Regions from separate parts of the Mus musculus genome. Here all the other regions are linked to region 5. Evidence: chromatin contacts called from public Hi-C, HiChIP or PLAC-seq and promoter capture Hi-C data. All regions are on one chromosome and are shown on one strand. Each heading gives the region's core, a stretch centred on a gene start, on an enhancer-like site or on the middle of the called end of the contact. The rest is flanking DNA. Distances are from core to core; before and after follow the strand shown.

What was found. Promoter capture Hi-C pulls out the DNA fragments that hold promoters and counts their contacts. Hi-C and Micro-C count contacts between places; a contact is called where the count stands out from the background. HiChIP or PLAC-seq counts read pairs in DNA pulled down with a chosen protein or histone mark.
Region 1: a contact with region 5 is called in a promoter capture Hi-C map of cranial neural crest. The contact joins the promoter of Ddr1 here to the promoter of Ppp1r11 in region 5. A contact is called at or near these places in 1 of 39 promoter capture datasets (cranial neural crest) and 1 of 115 datasets of contacts at active chromatin or transcription factors (pancreatic cancer cells).
Region 2: a Hi-C map of B cells shows a contact between it and region 5, with 5 read pairs. The contact joins the promoter of Vars2 here to the promoter of Ppp1r11 in region 5. A contact is called at or near these places in 1 of 39 promoter capture datasets (pre-B cells) and 1 of 484 Hi-C or Micro-C datasets (B cells).
Region 3: a promoter capture Hi-C map of pre-B cells shows a contact between it and region 5, with 2.2 times the contacts expected there. The contact joins the promoter of Mdc1 here to the promoter of Ppp1r11 in region 5. A contact is called at or near these places in 3 of 39 promoter capture datasets (cranial neural crest, pre-B cells and stem cell-derived epiblast-like cells).
Region 4: a contact with region 5 is called in an HNF4G HiChIP or PLAC-seq map of pancreatic cancer cells. The contact joins the promoter of Ier3 here to the promoter of Ppp1r11 in region 5. A contact is called at or near these places in 2 of 39 promoter capture datasets (cranial neural crest and pre-B cells) and 1 of 115 datasets of contacts at active chromatin or transcription factors (pancreatic cancer cells).
Region 6: a contact with region 5 is called in a promoter capture Hi-C map of pre-B cells. The contact joins the promoter of 2310061I04Rik here to the promoter of Ppp1r11 in region 5. A contact is called at or near these places in 2 of 39 promoter capture datasets (cranial neural crest and pre-B cells) and 1 of 115 datasets of contacts at active chromatin or transcription factors (pancreatic cancer cells).

What each region holds. Positions count from the first base shown.
Region 1 is chr17:35,699,273-35,701,972 of GRCm38.p6, forward strand. Ddr1 (discoidin domain receptor family, member 1) reads right to left here and starts at 1,318. Exons shown (of 18, transcript NM_001198833.1): 1 at 1,159-1,318. LOC115488883 (a small nuclear RNA gene) reads right to left here and starts at 37; the gene lies at 1-37.
Region 2 is chr17:35,666,188-35,668,887 of GRCm38.p6, forward strand. It overlaps Vars2 (valyl-tRNA synthetase 2, mitochondrial), which reads right to left and starts at 1,405. Exons shown (of 29, transcript NM_175137.4): 1 at 886-1,405; 2 at 657-738; 3 at 468-568; 4 at 1-65. The coding sequence starts at 1,086. It overlaps Gtf2h4 (general transcription factor II H, polypeptide 4), which reads right to left. Exons shown (of 14, transcript NM_010364.4): 12 at 2,423-2,470; 13 at 2,241-2,319; 14 at 1,541-1,815. The coding sequence ends at 1,643.
Region 3 is chr17:35,840,119-35,842,818 of GRCm38.p6, forward strand. It overlaps Mdc1 (mediator of DNA damage checkpoint 1), which reads left to right and starts at 1,380. Exons shown (of 16, transcript NM_001010833.2): 1 at 1,380-1,561.
Region 4 is chr17:35,820,301-35,823,000 of GRCm38.p6, forward strand. It overlaps Ier3 (immediate early response 3), which reads left to right and starts at 1,413. Exons shown (of 2, transcript NM_133662.2): 1 at 1,413-1,628; 2 at 1,738-2,611. The coding sequence starts at 1,419. The coding sequence ends at 2,010.
Region 5 is chr17:36,950,509-36,953,208 of GRCm38.p6, forward strand. Ppp1r11 (protein phosphatase 1, regulatory inhibitor subunit 11) reads right to left here and starts at 1,284. Exons shown (of 3, transcript NM_029632.3): 1 at 915-1,284. The coding sequence starts at 998.
Region 6 is chr17:35,895,969-35,898,668 of GRCm38.p6, forward strand. It overlaps 2310061I04Rik (RIKEN cDNA 2310061I04 gene), which reads right to left and starts at 1,410. Exons shown (of 6, transcript NM_001033630.1): 1 at 1,223-1,410; 2 at 1-104. The coding sequence starts at 1,294. Atat1 (alpha tubulin acetyltransferase 1) reads right to left here. Exons shown (of 13, transcript NM_001142744.1): 11 at 2,420-2,499; 12 at 2,289-2,331; 13 at 1,627-1,947. The coding sequence ends at 1,773.

The sequences.
Region 1 (2,700 bases), core at 68-2,567, 1.3 Mb before region 5:
TTTCCAATTTTAGTATATGTGTTGCCGAAGCCAGCACCACTCCACACAGATCTTGACATCTTCTGTGTGTGCGTTTGATTTCTTTGTGTTGCTTTGGGGCGGGGAGAAGGACTGGTTAGTTGCTTGGGTTTTGTTGTCTCACTGTGTAGCCCTGGCTAGCCTGGAACTCAGAGAGATTCTCCTGCCTCTGCCACTCGAGTGCTGGAACTAAAGACCTGTACTCCTAACAGCAAGATAGTTGGTTGGGGTTTTTGTTTGTTTGTTTTGTTTTGTTTGAGACAAGGTCTCAAGTTCAACTACGATGCCAAGGAAGGCTGACCTTCAGTTCTTTATCACCAGAGGCTAATTACAGGTGTGTGCCACAAACCCCGAGGTAATCTATAAAGTCAGATCTCACCATTTAGCGAATACTAAACGGCAGACACAAGCTCCTATAATCAGAAGACAAAGTGAGCCACACGCAGGCCCTGAGGTACAGGATCCTCAGAGAACGGAGCCACCCACCCCCAAACATCCAGAGTGACTGAGCCAGAGGGAAGCCAAGAGCAGGCAGGAACAGGTGGGACTCAGGTGGGAAGAACAGCAAGAAAAACAAGGACCATCTCTCCCTGTTCTCAAGCATTCTACTGTGTGTGACCTGTCCCTACAGTGAGTGCCACACGAGTCTGGACACACCTCCATCCTTCTCAGCCACTCAGTTGTAGGCCAGCCGGGCGGTGGCTGGGAGAGGGGGTGCTGAAAAGAATTGCCTGGCCAGAAAGGGAGCCTGGGAGCGTTGCTCATTGGGCGGTGACCTCGTCTCTTGGCACAACCCGGCAACCACGGAGCGTGGCTGGTCTGGTAGGTTGGGCGTCAGGCTGGCTCCCTCTGGCCTGGGCAGCTTAACCGAGCATGTCCGTAAGCATGGCACCGGAGGTTGAGGGGTAGGCACCGATAGGATGACTCAGTGGGCTACATATGCGCGCACCTGTCCTCTTGGAGTTAGGTTCTCCCCTCACCCAAGAAAAGAGAGGTCCTCGCTCTCTTTTCGGAATAGTTTCTCGGAAAGTCAGGACCCTCTGCTTTGGATGGAGAGTCAAAATCCCGGGGCAGCAAACATAACTGGGGTTCCCCAACCCGCTCCCCTTGCCTCTTGCTCGTCCCCGCCTCAGTCCCTACCTCTCATGGCTCTCCGGGGCGGACCCGGGCGTCAGGCCCCGGCTTGGGGCCTCCTCGGCGGCGGGGCGCGGGAGGGGAGCGCAGGCGCCGGCGGGGCTCGGGTGTCGGGAGGCGGCTCCCGCGAGCAGCTGTCGGGGGCCTGTTCCGGGGAGAGGAGCCAGCGCGGGGCCGGATCGCGCCCAGGCGCCGCCTCCCCGCGCCCGTCCCCCGCCGGTACTCCCGCCCCGGCGCCCGCGCTCCCACGCCCGGCGCCGCCCCTCGCTCCTCTCCTAGTGCGGTACCCGCCCTGCAAGTGCTCCCCAGCGCGTAGCCTCCACTAGGTGATCCGCACGCCCATCCCCCGCCACCCCGATGCTGGGGTACAGCAGCACCATCAGGGGCCCGCTAAGCCCCCTAGGGACCCCGCGCGGTGGCTCGGGGGTGGGGAGAGTTGGCGCCGTCCCTCCTCCCCTTTTTCTGGGCTCGGTTCCTGGAGAGAGGGAGAGAAGCACGGAGAAGCGGCCCCAGGGCACGCAGGAAGGAACGGGTTCCCACAGGCCCAGCACCGGAGCGAGAGCTGCAGCCCGGCTGGGGGAAGGGAGCCGGGCTCACCTGTCTAGCCAGACCCTCTAGGTTCACACTCCACCCCATTTGTCACCATTTGGCACACACCCCTCCTCCGGATCCCAACCTAAATCACTCCCCCCATCCCCGCGCGCCCCAAGTCTGAGAGCCGGTCACACTCTTTTAGTCTCAACTTTTTTCTGTTCCCTTCTTCCAGAACCTCTCCCCAGCTTGGCAGCTCCCTCCTGTCTTCTCAGGATCCCTGAGATTCAAACCCCCAAGCTCCGGATCCCCCTGGGATCCCTGCTTCATCCAGGCTAACTCTGCAGTCTTTCTCAGGCAAGCCTCCCTCAGTCCCAGTCAGTCAGCTCGGTCCCTGGTGGAAGCCGCAGAGTCTGGCTTCTGGCAAGGAGAAGGGCAAAATGGAGCCAAGACGAGGTGGGGGTGGGGGAGGAAGATAGATAGGCGCCCTGAAAAATAAAGACACTGCCCAAAGCACAGGAACGCATGACCCAGGGATACAAGGAGACAATGAACGGAGAGAGCTGCTGAGCCATGGACCGGAGAGATAGAGGCAGGGAGGACAACAGAGCTAGTGTGGGAGTGTGGGAGGTGTTCCGTCCCATTCAGCACCACCTGTCATTCCTACCTCTCTCCAACGCCACCCCCCCCCCCATACCTGCCAAGTCCCCGGATAATGTCAGGTCACAGTAAAGTCTCCGGTCTCACCACCCGGTTACAAACACATCCCAACTGACTCAAAACTCACACCCAAAAAGCATTTCCAAAGAGTCTCAAGAAAGACACGAAGTCCAAACAAACCAAGACAAGTACACACAAAAAACCTACCAGGAAGATAAGCTGCCCCTAGGGAGAAGCCAAGGCAGGCTGGGTCTCCAGTTTACAAACCCAGGGACGTTCCAGCTGCTGAAGGACCTGCTAATGGCTCCCATGGCCACTGGGAGAACTGCCTACGACCTTTTCACCTAGACCTTAGGG
Region 2 (2,700 bases), core at 155-2,654, 1.3 Mb before region 5:
CCGGTGACATTGGGAGGTGGGATACACATGGAAAAGGTCTCCCCTGTAGCTTGGGGCAGCCTTGCCTGGAAGGAATGAGGAAGTCAGAGGCGAGGGAGAACTAGTTGTTGCTGTTGCCTAGGGGAACAGCACCCTCTGGTGCCTTGGGGCAAAAAGAACTTCAAGAAGGCCAGGTGTAGTGGCACACGTGTGAAAAGGCAGAGGAAGGCAGATCTCTGAGTTTGAGGCCAGCCTCGTCTACAGAGTTCCAGGACGGCCAGGACTACGTGGAGAAACAGTGTCTCAAATTTATTATTATTATTATTATTATTATTATTATTATTGAAATCCAACACGGGGGAGGCAAAAAGAAAACCAGGGGCCGAAAGAAATAAACATCAACTGTGAAGTTAGCCTGTGCCCACCAAGTTCAAGGGCCACTCACTCTGTCTTAAGGACCTCATAGAAGCCCTCTGCCGCGCACTGACCTGATACTCTGGTTTGAAGAAGCCCTCTCGCACCCACCACTGGTACCAGGCCGCTTCAACATACTGGGGACTGTAAGCAGGAGGCAGGGGCCCAGAAACATCTGTGGAAGCAGAACAGAGATCCACTACTGAACTGCATGTTAGCAGACCAAAGAGCAACAACATCGCAAAACACACCCTACACTTTACCTTTCTTTTCACCTGGCCCGGTGGGGATTTCATACAATACTACCTCCTTGTGACTCCAGGCCTTAGTGGGCACTGCAGGTATCTGCAGGGAGGAAACAGGGTGTGTGTGTGTGTTGCGGAGTGGGGGTGGAGGCTGCAATCCCCAATACACCACAGTCATCTGGATCCCTGCGCCAGTCTCTTTCAGCCCCTTCCCAAGTCTTGGGAGACCCAAGGACTGACCCCTGACCTTGCTCTTCTCAGCTAGCCCAGCCTCCAGGGCCGCCTGTTTCTCGCGCAGGCGCTTCTGTTTGGCTTCACGGTTCCTCCGAGAGACAGGGGAGCCGTGGGGCTCCGGCTGTGTACAAAGTGCCTGGGGCCTGGAAAGACCCCATGAGGGCCTCAGCCCCCAGAGCGGTGGCCGGAAAGAGGCCAGAGGCAAATGAGGCATCGGGAGTGTTTGGGAAGGGATGGAGGTCTGCTCACTACGAGGCCATGGGATGCAGGAGGTCGCAACCCTTCACTCCCATCCGCAGGACCCTCTCTCACTCTACGTCCTTCCGCCTAGGGGCGGAGCGCACGGTGTGGACAGCACTCTGGAATCACTGAAACCAGGGCGTCCAGAGAAGGCGGGAGCTCTGCCCGTCACCGGGCACTGACGCGGACACGAAGGTTGGGGTTCGGAAGCCTGGGACCACCCCCACCCCCGCAACCTCGGCCATGCGCCTCTAACTCGAACGTCCCGGCGAACTCAGAGCCGATAGGTGCATGGCGAGGTGCGCGCGCATGCGTGGGCGGGGACACGCAGGCGCATGCGTAAAAGACTCTCGCTCCTCCGGCTTTCTGGCTAGAAGCGGGTATCACTGCGTTGGGTAGGGAAACGCCGGCAGACGTCTGAAGCCGCGTAGATTTTTTTCCATAATTTTATTAAACAAGAAATATCCCGGTGTGTAAACAAAATACATCTGAGTTGGAAAGCTGCCCGCCCGGGGCTGGACCTGGCCGGCTCAGGAGCTGTGCTTCTGCCGCTTCCAGAAGCGCTTGACGTCGCTGTGCCCTGCCGGCGTCACCACCATCAGCCGCTTGGCCGAGTTCTCGAACACAAGCACGCCCAGCTCCCGCGCGTGGGCCAGCAGCAGTTCAAAGTCCACTTGCGACAGGAACTGGTTATACAGGACGCCTGGGGTCGGGTGGGACAGGCAGGAGGTGAGGGGCTGCAGTGGTCTCTGCCCCTCCAAGCAGCATGCAGGCAGGGGCTGCAGGCCACAGTTCTTAGGACTAATTCTCTACGGATAGTCGACTGTTCAACTTTAACACCTGTGGCATCCAGACACTCGAAAAGACAGCAGAATCCACAAGAAAAGCCACGCAAACCCACCTAAAGAGAAGACTGAATTACCCTGCCTCTTATCCCCTCACCTAGCTTAATTCAAACTGCACTGATTTGGGACATATTTCCTGCTACTAATATACCAAAATAAAAGATCAGTCTTCCTCTCCTTCCCTTTTGAGAAACAAATACGAAATGCACAAAACTTTTGCGTGAAATTGCTGGCCTTACCTCTTTAGCCAATGATTGAGATTAGGTCAGCGGAAGCCACTCACCTTCAGTGAACCGGAGTCTGTCCCTTTCCAGCTCCCACAGCCGAATCTGGTCTGTTATGGTGGGGGGCAGCACAGGATTCTGCAGGACAAGGGTGAGGCTATAGGACCTGGCTTCTCATCCATCCTCTCGCGGCTAGGTGCCCAGGCTGCCAGCCCCCCTGAGTCTTGGTACCCAGTCATACCTGTTTGAGCATCACTGGATGTGCCCTTGTCCTTAGGAAATGGATTATCTAGGAAAACACAAGAATGTAGAAAATCGGGCTGGCGAGATGGCTCAGTGGGTAAGAGCACTGACAGCTCTTCAGAAGATCCCGAGTTCAAATCCCAGCAACCACATGGTGGTTCACAACCACTGTAATGAGATCTGACGCTCTCTTCTGGTGCGTACTTATGTATAATAAAACTTTAAAAAAGAAGAATGTAGAAAGTCATCTGAGCTAATGTCACTGAAACAGCATCT
Region 3 (2,700 bases), core at 130-2,629, 1.1 Mb before region 5:
AGCAGTATCTAGAATGTAGTAAGCAGTATCTAGAATATAATCGTGTTGTACCAGTGAAAGGAAGGAGGATCCCTGTGAGTTCAAGGCTGACCTGCTAAGTTAGTTAGTTCGAGGTTAGCGGAGGCACATAGTGAGACCCTTCTTTGGCTTAAAGAAAATGAATCAAAGACATGCAATCAACATACAGCTCAAGTCATCTTTTAAATAAAAGAACATTTAACCGGGTAGTGGTGGTGTACACCTTTAATCCCAGCACTTGGGAGGCAGAGGCAGGCAGATTTCTGAGTTCGAGGCCAGCCTGGTCTACATAGTGAGTTCCAGGACAGCCAGGGCTACACAGAGAAACCCTGTCTCGAAAAACAAAAAACCAAAACAACAACAACAACAACAAAGAACATTTAAGTTACATCAATACTCCTTTATTCATTAAAAATATTTCAATTTTGGTTATGCCAACAATGAAAGCGATTATTGATTATTTCGTGCTACTTGAATTTGTCTCATTTACTTTAGGAACACGGATAAGTCATCCAACTTAAAGCTTCAAACGTCTGGCGATTTATTATGGACATATTGAAAAAACCAACGGGAAAGAACTATACAAGCCACTTTCCTGGAATACCTTCATGTTTTATTATAATGAAATAAATTATTTTATTATACTTTTCTCCTCTTTTGAAAGACGACGACAGACTTTGAGGTTTTAGCAAAACAGCTTGCTGTATTTAGGATCTTCCATTTAGGAAGATGACCTCAAAATGTCCGTCATTGGCCAGGCGTGGTGGCACACGCCTTTAATTCCAGCACTCGGGAGGCAGTGGCAGGCGGATTTCTGAGTTCGAGGCCAGCCTGGTCTACAAAGTGAGTTCCAGGACAGCCAGGGCTATACAGAGAAACCCTGTCTCGAAAAACCAAAAAAAAAAAAAAAAAAAAAAAGTCCGTCATTTTATACATTAATACGTACATACATAGATGTGGAAGAAAAGCAAGTAAACAGTCCAAATCAAACGGAAATAAAATCCCTCTGCAATAGGGAGTTCTAAAGTGCCACGCCTACAGGGTGTTTTCCAATCTGCAGCCTCCAGCCACGACTGCTGCCTGCAACCCCCCATTTCTCGTGAGTCAGCTGGCGCCATTTCTGGGATGACCGAGAAGGGCGCTCTGGCCTTGGAATGACTTCTATGATAGAGCCCTTCTAGCCGCCGCCGGTAACTGGCGCCAGACTCTCTGGTAGGCGTTTGGAAATCTGCGCGGGAAGTAGTCCGTGGATGACGTAGCGACGGAGGGTTGGCCTAGGGCACTACCCAATCACGGTGCGGGATTCTCAGGCCACACCCTCCTGATTAGCGTTTTCTTCAGCCTGTTTCCCGCCGGTAGCCGCACATTTGAGCTGTGAGGAGGTGAGGCAGGGGCGGGGCTTCCGACTTGAATCAATCGGCGCGCTTCCAGCAGTAAAAGACAGTTCCAGGAGCCAATCAGCCCACCGACTCTCTTCCGGGATTCGCACTCCCGCCACCTGGTAGCGGCCGTTACTGGTGGCGCGCGCGCGCGGATTCAGTCGGTGAGTTCGGCAGCCCGCGCCCGGGTTACCATCTTTGATTCCTCCTGAGGGCGGGAGGGGCGTGCCCTAGGTGTCACTGGGCTGAGGTAATTTGGGTTGCGGTTTTAGGTTTTTTTATGCTAATCCTTGCTTGGCGCCCTGGCCCGGGTGTAGGTTTGGTGACACGGAAACCTTAGGCCACGAGGGAACGAACTCCAGCGTAGGTACCAAAGATGGTTGCCCTTCACTTGGAGCAAAGGGTCGTAGGCGTCTGCTGGGTTGGCAGGACGGAGTTTACTTCTTGGGGTACACTACTTTTCCTTTCAGCGTTTTCCCCGTGTGTGACATCTTTATAGGTAAAATCCACCCATGCAGTTTTGAATTTCTGTCTCTAGTTTGTCTGTTAGTAACGCCGGCTATGTAGTTACCATGAGAGCAGGATTCATTTTGAGGATGCATGCCCAAATACTGACCGGTACCAGGTGTGCATAATTCCTGCAGAGTAAATAGGACGGACCCGAGTAGGGGAGGTGGGGATGTAGATACAGTTCCACCCGTACTGATCTGGAAAGAGATGTCAAAGACAGAAAGGGGGCCGGGCGGGCGTGGTGGGGCACGCCTTTAATCCCAGCTCTGGGGATGCAGAGGCAGGCAGATTTCTGAGTTGGAGGCCAGCCTGGTGGTCTACAGAGTGAGTTCCAGGACAACCAGGGCTACACAGAGAAACCCTGTCTCGAAAACAAGCAAACAAAGACAGAAAGGGTCTTGCCAAGGAGCTACTTTAATTCTGTGAACTTAGCAGCCACGAGAAAACGCTAGGAGTGATTTAGAGACGGTCCTTAACCCATCTATGTTGACGTTTCTCATCTGGGAAAAAAAAAAAAAAAAGAACAACCATACTTTTACAGGGTTCTTCTCAAGAACAAATGAATCAGTCAACCTAATGTGTTAAAACTGTTTAACATATAAACCCCTCTTTATATGTTAGCTTCTCTGGTTCTTTGCACTTCAAGCTGAAGTATGCTGATGAGAGTGTATAAACTGGGGGCTTTGTGACTCATTTCTATTTACATGCTGTGTTATTCTGAGCAAATCAATTTTTGGAGTTATTACTTCCCTGTCTCGTTTGGCTATTATGCCTGATACAACACAATACTCAA
Region 4 (2,700 bases), core at 163-2,662, 1.1 Mb before region 5:
TGACCACGTGGATCCCAGGGATCAAACTCAGGACATCAGACTGAGCCATCTCACCCAAATTGTTTGTTTTAAGATATCTCTCTTACTCTCTCTCTCTTTTTTTTTTCTTTTTTTTCTTTTTTAGTTTTTCGAGACAGGGTTTCTCTGTATAGCCCTGGCTGTCCTGGAACTCACTCTGTAGACCAGGCTGGCCTCAAACTCAGAAATCCACCTGCCTCTGCCTCACAAGTGCTGGGATTAAAGGCATGCACCACCACGCCCAGCGATATGTCTCATTTTTACTTTATGCATATGAGTCTTTTGTCTTTGAGTATGTATGTGTACCACATGCATGTAGATGCCTACAGAGATCAAAAAGGGAAAAGGGCATCAGATCTCCTGGGACTGGATGCGAGATGCCACTTGAGTTCTGGAAACTGATTCCAGGTCCTCTGCAAAAGCAGCAGTGTTCTTAAGAACTGTGCCACCAGTGTCTCCCCCCCCCCCCCTTCTATGTTATGGTTTTGGTTTGTTTGTTTGTTTGTCGTTTGAAACTGGAGCTTGCTTTGCTGTGTCTTCCTGCCTCCGCTTGGCAGGCTGGGAAGAGGGCTGAAGTTTCATGTTGTGATGGGTAGTTTCCACCACACTTTCACTCGGACTGTTAGAGGTGCTCAGAAATGTTGACTTCTGTGTTCAGGGAAAGCGGTCTCTCAAGCATTACGGGGATCCCGTGGGTTCCTAATGGTGCTATTGACGACGGGCACAAAGTCTCATAATTTTAGAAACTTCACTTATTTTGTGACCCACCTAGTATGGGGCAAAGGCAGGAGCTTCGGACTTCCTGTCTTCCCTCTATCCCTTTGAATAGCGTCTCGGGAGTGTCCCTAAGTAACCATTGCAGTTTTGTGTCCGTGTGCTCTGTTGAAATCTCTGTGATGTGTGTATGGTTTTCACGTGAACGGAGGCAGGCAGAGCCCGGTCTGTGGGTTCTAGTGTGTTCTTTATCTTCTTGGAAGTTTGTGCAATGACTTCCCTCCTGTTTCCTGCGCATACCTCCAAGTAAGTACGTGAATGTGTTTTCTGTGGTCCCTTGATCTTGCTGGACTTCACTAAGGAGGGTGGCTGGACCATCTGCTACGTGTCTGAGAGCCCCTCTCTAGCTACCTCATGTCCGGACGTGAGCTTACTCCCAATGTTTTTACCCACAAGCATTCACTACTCCCAGGAAAGAACGTGCACTGGGGCACCTAGAGAATAACCAATCAAGGCTCCGCCTACATTTTGCTTCCTCCTTGGAATTTCCAGCCCCTTGCAGCCAACTGCTCCCCAGCTGCGAAGGGCGGAGTTCCCCCCGGCCCGGCCCCTTCTTTGGCTCTATAAGTAGCTCTGCTTTGCGGGGGATTTGCACTCCTCTACACTCTCTGCACAACGTCTAAATTATGTGCCACTCGCGCAACCATCTCCACACCATGACTGGCCTGAGGGCCCCTTCTCCAGCTCCCTCCACCGGCCCGGAACTCCGGCGGGGCTCTGGTCCCGAAATTTTCACCTTCGACCCTCTCCCGGAGCGGGCCGTGGTGTCCACCGCGCGTTTGAACACTTCTCGCGGGCACCGAAAACGCAGCCGAAGGGTGCTCTACCCTCGAGTGGTGAGTATCGCCCGAGTGGGCATCAGGAGGTCGCGTCGCCCTGGAACTTGTAGGTAACAACTAGGCGCAGGGACCTTCGATCTGACGTTTCCCTCTTTTATCTGCTCAGGTCCGGCGCCAGCTACCAACCGAGGAACCCAACATTGCCAAGAGGGTCCTCTTTCTCCTGTTCGCCATCATCTTCTGCCAGATTTTGATGGCTGAAGAGGGTGTGTCGCAGCCCCTGGCTCCGGAGGATGCTACCAGCGCCGTGACACCTGAGCCCATTTCTGCGCCCATTACTGCGCCCCCGGTCCTCGAGCCTTTGAACCTGACCTCGGAGTCCTCGGACTATGCGCTGGATCTTAAAGCTTTTCTCCAGCAACATCCGGCGGCCTTCTAAACGCGATGGGTCACAGTCCGAAGAAACAAAGGCACCATGGATGGGTACCTGGTGCGAGAGAACGTATCCCAAACTGGGATTTCTAAGGCAACGCTAACTCAGAACACTACCGCCAAGAGACACCGCGGGTCCTGGCTAGGCCCACTGGGGACGGACAGAGACTTTCTCCGTGTCTAATTAATATTTATGTATTTATGTATATCCTCCTAGGTGAAGGAGGGGTGTATGTAATATTTATTCTAACTTATGCAGGGGTGCGAGATATGCCTCCCTGCTGTAACACAGATATTTATTACGATTTATAGGGTCGGTAAGACAGAGTTGTGGGAGGGAGGACCCGGGTGGTAGGACTCCCAGCTTGGGGATTAGTCTGGGGGGGGTGTAATAAGATTAGGGGTAACACTCCGTCTTCCAGCACTTCAACTCTGTAGTCTGTTGTAAGGCTTTGGAAGACCCTTGGGAATCCGGCCTTTGATGTCTTCTGGTTGCTTCTCAGGGGCAGCTGCAGGAGTCTTGGGTCCATGGATTGTCAGAGGGCGGCTGTCTGGGGTCGCCTAGTATGTATGTTCTGTGAACACGAATAAACTTGATTTGCCTGTCATTATTATCTGCAGTTCTCGAAGTGTATCATTCAAGCGGGGGGGAGGGGGGAGTGGCGGGAGGATGTGACTAGGTGCCCAGTCCTCACCC
Region 5 (2,700 bases), core at 34-2,533:
CACGGGAACAAAAACAACAACAAAAAGTCAAATGTGGTGGTGGTGGTGGTGCAAAAAGGCAGATCTCTTGCTAGCCAGACTAGCCTATTTGGCCAGCTCCAGGCACAATGACTCTGTATCATAAGTAAATAAATAAATAAATAAATATAGACCATGTCTCAGACATCTGAGGTTAACTTCAGGCCTACACACACACACACACACACACACATATCAAAATAAAACAAATATCCAAAACCCTCCTTCTACAAAAAAGCCTTCATTCTTTCTTCTCTCATCTTCAAGCCCAGGGCTCCCTAATCCTATCCACTTATTCTTTAACATTCTGGCATCTCTGGTAATAACTGCTAAACTACTAATCTCCTTCAACCCAGACATTGTCAAACCCAACGCATCTTTCTCCCTTTGAAAGCAATTTGTTTTTGCAAAAGTTGTTTGCTCATTTGCTTCTCTCCTCCCTGATCTGCCAAAACACACTTCACCTTATTTTCTTGTTTCCTCATTTCCTCCGCTTTAACACGCACCCATTCCATGACTATCTATTGGTAAGCACTATTGGTAAGTACTCGTTCTGTACATTTGCCTCCAAAACCACGCCTTCTCAAATGGCGTTTCACTTCCTCCCAGTACCTTTCTGGCTCCTTAACCCAGTTTCCGTTTATTACGTACATAGACCACCACCCCAAGCCTTAACACCTATACTCTAATTGTAACTACGGATTAAACAATCCTTGACCAGTCACTTGAACCATTTGAGCGGCTCCAAGCATCTCTATTTAGTTCCTTGCGATTTTCCCAATAAGAGTAAACCCCACATGATGTCCCAGATCCCAAACCCACCAACTTTCCAAACCCCCCTCCCCCTCCCAGTGCCTCCCAGACCCCTAAATAGACCCCCTGCCCGCCTTTCTCACTGGCTCGGTTGTCTCGGTAACCGTTGTCTCAGTAACCGTTGTCTCAGTGACGGTCTCACTTATCCCGGCCCCTGTCTCCGCCATGGCTAAAGCGAAAAGCGAGAAAGCGGGATGAGACACCCTTTCCTTTTTCTGAGCCTCAGAGATCTAAGAGAACCGGTACAAGACTCGGAGTAGAGGCCAGGATGCTCTAGCTTCTTAATCTCCCCTACTCCTCCACGGCCTCTGCTTCCCCACCCCTGGGGAAAACCTGTCCAACCCCACTTCCGGCCTTTCACTTCCGGTTGTGACGCATCCTGCAGAACACAGTTTCCCTTCCCCACCACCGCCTGGGTCAAAGCAGGCGTCGCCAGAATAGTTCCGCCGTAATGCAATAGTGCGCAGACGCTGAGGTTGGCAGAAGTGATGTCATAGTGGGGGGGGTGGGGCTAGGCAAGGCTTAAGTTCATTGGCTGGTCAACTCGAGGCCGTTGTGCTGAAAGGATGAGGTCTGTGTGCCTAGAATCCTTACCCTATCTGCTGTATCCATAAGCTTAGGTGAAAAAATTAGGTGGGACAGGGAGCTATCTCCAAATTCCTTTTTATCATTCTGTCAAGGAGCGGTTTTCCAGGAGCAGGAAATACACTGGGTTCTAGCCGTCTCCCTGTTTGTTGATATCCCAGTGAAGGTACACTAAACCTGAAATTTTTTGACTGTAGTAGGCCCTAAGATTAAAGCCTGAAACACCTAGATTACCATTTAGCTCCCAGTTTGAGGAATGCAAAGGTTAGATGCAGGGGGCAGAGTAACAAATCCAAATTCATCTGGTTAAATTTTGTTAAATCTCTCCACTATCCATCCAAAAATACCAGTTTTTGTTTCCTTACAATGAGAAACTAGATTTAGATAAGATATATGTATAATACATATAAGTGCATCTTTTTTGTATTGTCCTTGTAATGGTTTTCATTTAGGCTTACTATGCTCGAGAGTCCAAACGGGGGGAGGGGGCTCTAATTTGTAAGCTCCTAGCTTGTACAAACTGTCGTGGCAGCCCGCCTACCTCTTTTAACCAGACATTGAAGGTTTTTTTTTGTTTGTTTGTTTGTTTGTTTGTTTGTTTTGTTTTGTTTTCCCAAATAGGGTTTCTTTGTGTAGCCTTGGCCCTTTTGGAACTCTCTCTGTAGACCAGACTGGCCTCAAATTCAGAAACTTACCTGCTTATGCCTCCTCCAGTGTTGGGATCAAAGGCCACCACCACCACCCAACAAAGAATTATTTTATTATTATTATTATTCACTTTACACCCTGTTCACTGCCCCTCTCCCAGGTACTCCCTCCCACAATCCTTCCCCCATCCCCATCCCCTTCTCTGAGTTGGGTGGGATCCCCCTGGCTATCCCCACACCCTGACACTTCAAATCTCAGCGACACTAGGTGCTTCCTCTCCCACTGAGGCTAGACAAGGCAGCCCAGCTAGAAGAACCTGTCCCATGTACAAGCAACAGCTTTTGGGATTGTCCCTGATCCAGTTGTTTGGGACCCGCATGACAACCAAGTTGCACATCTGCTACATATGTGAGGGGAGGACTAGGTCCAGCCCATGTATGCTCTTTGCTTGGTAGTTCAGATTCTGAGAGTCCTAAGGGTTAGTTGACTCATTTGGTCTTCCTATGATGTTCTTATTCCCTTTGGGACTTGAAATCCTTCTTTCTATTCTTCTATAAGAGTCCCCAAGCTCCTTCCAGTGTTTGGCTATGGGTATCTGTATCTTGAGTGAGCAGCTGGGTGGAGCCTCTCAGAGGA
Region 6 (2,700 bases), core at 160-2,659, 1.1 Mb before region 5:
TGTGAGGGTGGTAGTGACCGGTGAGGAGGAAAAGATGGAGAAGTCGGTGGAGTGGAGTGGGGCCAGAGCGGGGGGAATGGTAGAGGTCGAGGAGAGAGCTGGTCCTAGGGAAAAGAGAACAAAAAGAAAAAAATCAGACATCTAAGCATGGTGGTGTAGGGGCTACCATGGATTCCAGGCCAGCCAGGGCTACACAGACCTAGTTTTAAAAAACAAAACCAAACAAAGGAACAAGAAATCAGCTCATGCTCCTCCACCCCAGCTGGGCTGATCAGAAGCTTCAAGTCCTACCTGCAGAAGAGAGTTTACCAGAGGAAAGGGAGACATGAGGAAAGAGCGCAGGAGGACAACAGCACCAGGGCCACCGTCCCCAACTTTAGAAAGAACACCTATGATTCCATCATTATCCTGGTTTACTGCTCCATGGGAGAAATGATGCGATCTATATATAACATGTATCAGGATTCTGAAATAGAGCTGTGCAGGGCAAAGAACATCCAAGTGAAGGTGTGAATAGTTCTGAGTTGACTCTGTTGGAACCTCTGGGCACTCTGCCTGCACCTCAGTTTCCAGTAAATAGAGGAGAGGCCTATATAACAGGATGATGAATGTATAAACTTCGTCACCCATAAAGTAGTACATAAACGGAAGCTATTATCATTATATATTACATATATATTCTATATTATCATTTTCTGCACCATTAAATGACAATCGGGCCGATTGCTGAAGGGTGAACTCGGTCACTAACGCTGCTACTGCAAGGATGGCAGGTCACCCGAGGTCAAGCCTGATTCCAAGTCCCTTGGCGCCCAGGAACCCCAGGGGCAGGGGGTCCATGGGGCCTGGCCGAGCCCTCTGGGAGCCTTCCCCGTCGCCGGGGGCGTGGCCGTGCTCCCGCCGTCCCCCGGAGCCCGACCCGGTGCAGCGGCCAGCCTTTCGGGCAGGACCGTTCTGCAGGTGCACCACAGGCCCGCAGTTCCGGCCTCTCTGCCCTGCCCTTCAAGTCACCTCCAGGCACAGGTAAGAACGGCGGGGACCGGGGCCACCCGGGATAGCCGCTCCCCGGACCTCACCGGGAACGCCGGCCCTAGCGGGCCCCGCGCCCCTCACACGTGCAGCACACGGGTGGTCAGGGGCGGCGGGGGCCTCTGCGCCTGCGCGGCCCGGCGCCCCGCCCCTCGGCCGGCTCTGAGGAGGGTCTCCGCCCGCCCCTCCTCACCTGGGGTCGCGCCTGGTAGGCGCGGAGGCAGGGCCCGAGGCGCCGGGCGGCCCCCGGGCTCGGACGGTACATGGTGTTCCGGGAGTGAACGGGCGCCTCCCGCGTCCCGTCTCCGTCTCCTCGCCGGGCAGCGCGCCCCGGAGCCGGCTTCGTGAAGGGGAAAGGAGGGAGGGGGGGGCCGGGGCTAAGGGAGGAAAACGGAGAGACCGTGCGCCTGCGCACAGCGGGCCCGCAGCAGCCCAGGCGCCGCTACGCGGGAGTGCGCTTGCGCACAGCGGGCCGGGGCGCTCCCAGGGCGCCTGCGCAGCCTCTTGTCAGGCCTAGCAAAATGAGGGGAGGTAGGACTGAATATAGTTTCAGGAGAGAGACTGAGGGGCATGTGAATTTGAATAATGACAAGTCACTTTTTGTCGGTAGCTATAGTGATAACAAATAAATACTTTTATTGCTCTGGTTAAAAATAACGATACAAAGGATCTGAGGCTGACAGGCCTGTTGAATGAATGAGTGAATGAATGCATCCATACTGAGGACTAAGCTTTGGCCATGGTTACCAAGGCCTGGTGCTGCGGCGTTCCTGCAGGTTTCGAATGACCCTGGCGTTCATTATGTCCCCACCCACCGTCCAGGACTGGGGGGGTGGCGCCTGGGCCCTTGGAGCACCTGTCTGTGTAGGCTCCTCCCCAGACCCATCCAGTAACAAGACCCGATCCTCACTGGCCGACCTGGTGGGCAGGGAGATGAAGCGTGTGTTAGAGCTGCTAACGGGGAATTACGCTGAGACAATTCTTCAAGGTTGTGGGTGCAGGGTAATGTACAGACACCTGTTGGGTTTTAAGGCTGGGACAGTTACCACGGTGTCCAAACTTAAGTACTCAGAGCACGACAGAGGGGAAAAACACCAGAATTCAAGCCACAAGGAAGAAGGCTTATACGACGTTAGGTAGAAAGATGTGTGGGGGAAACTGGTATCCAGTTCACACAGACTTAGGAGGAAGCAGGAGGAGTAGTGTTAGGCAGTGTCAGAAGGTGCTGGCAGCTGTTAAGGGGGAGGTGTAGACCTCACCTATCCTCCGCTTCCTGTTCCCCCTGCTTCCGTTCTTGGTTGCCTGTGGAAATACCAGGCATCTAGGGAGACTGTAGTCGTATGTGTGTGTGACCTATTTGGTTGGAGAATAAGAAAAAGTGGCTACTTACCTGTACCCAGGAATGAGGTATTGAATCCCCCATGGCGGCTGTAGTGGCAGCTTTGGGCTACCAGCCCCCAGGGAGTCCCCCTGTAGAAGAAACGGGAGATGAAGGGGAAGAGGCTCAGGATGAAAAGGTGGCATGGAGGGGTCAGAGGAGAAAGGAGGGATAGCGTGGGAACAAAGACGATGGGCAGCTACCTCCCTAAAGGATTCTTGTCTAAGACTTCTAGCAAAGGTAGGGGAGGGCTTATTTTATACTTCAAGATTTCCTGTACCATCCTGCACTGT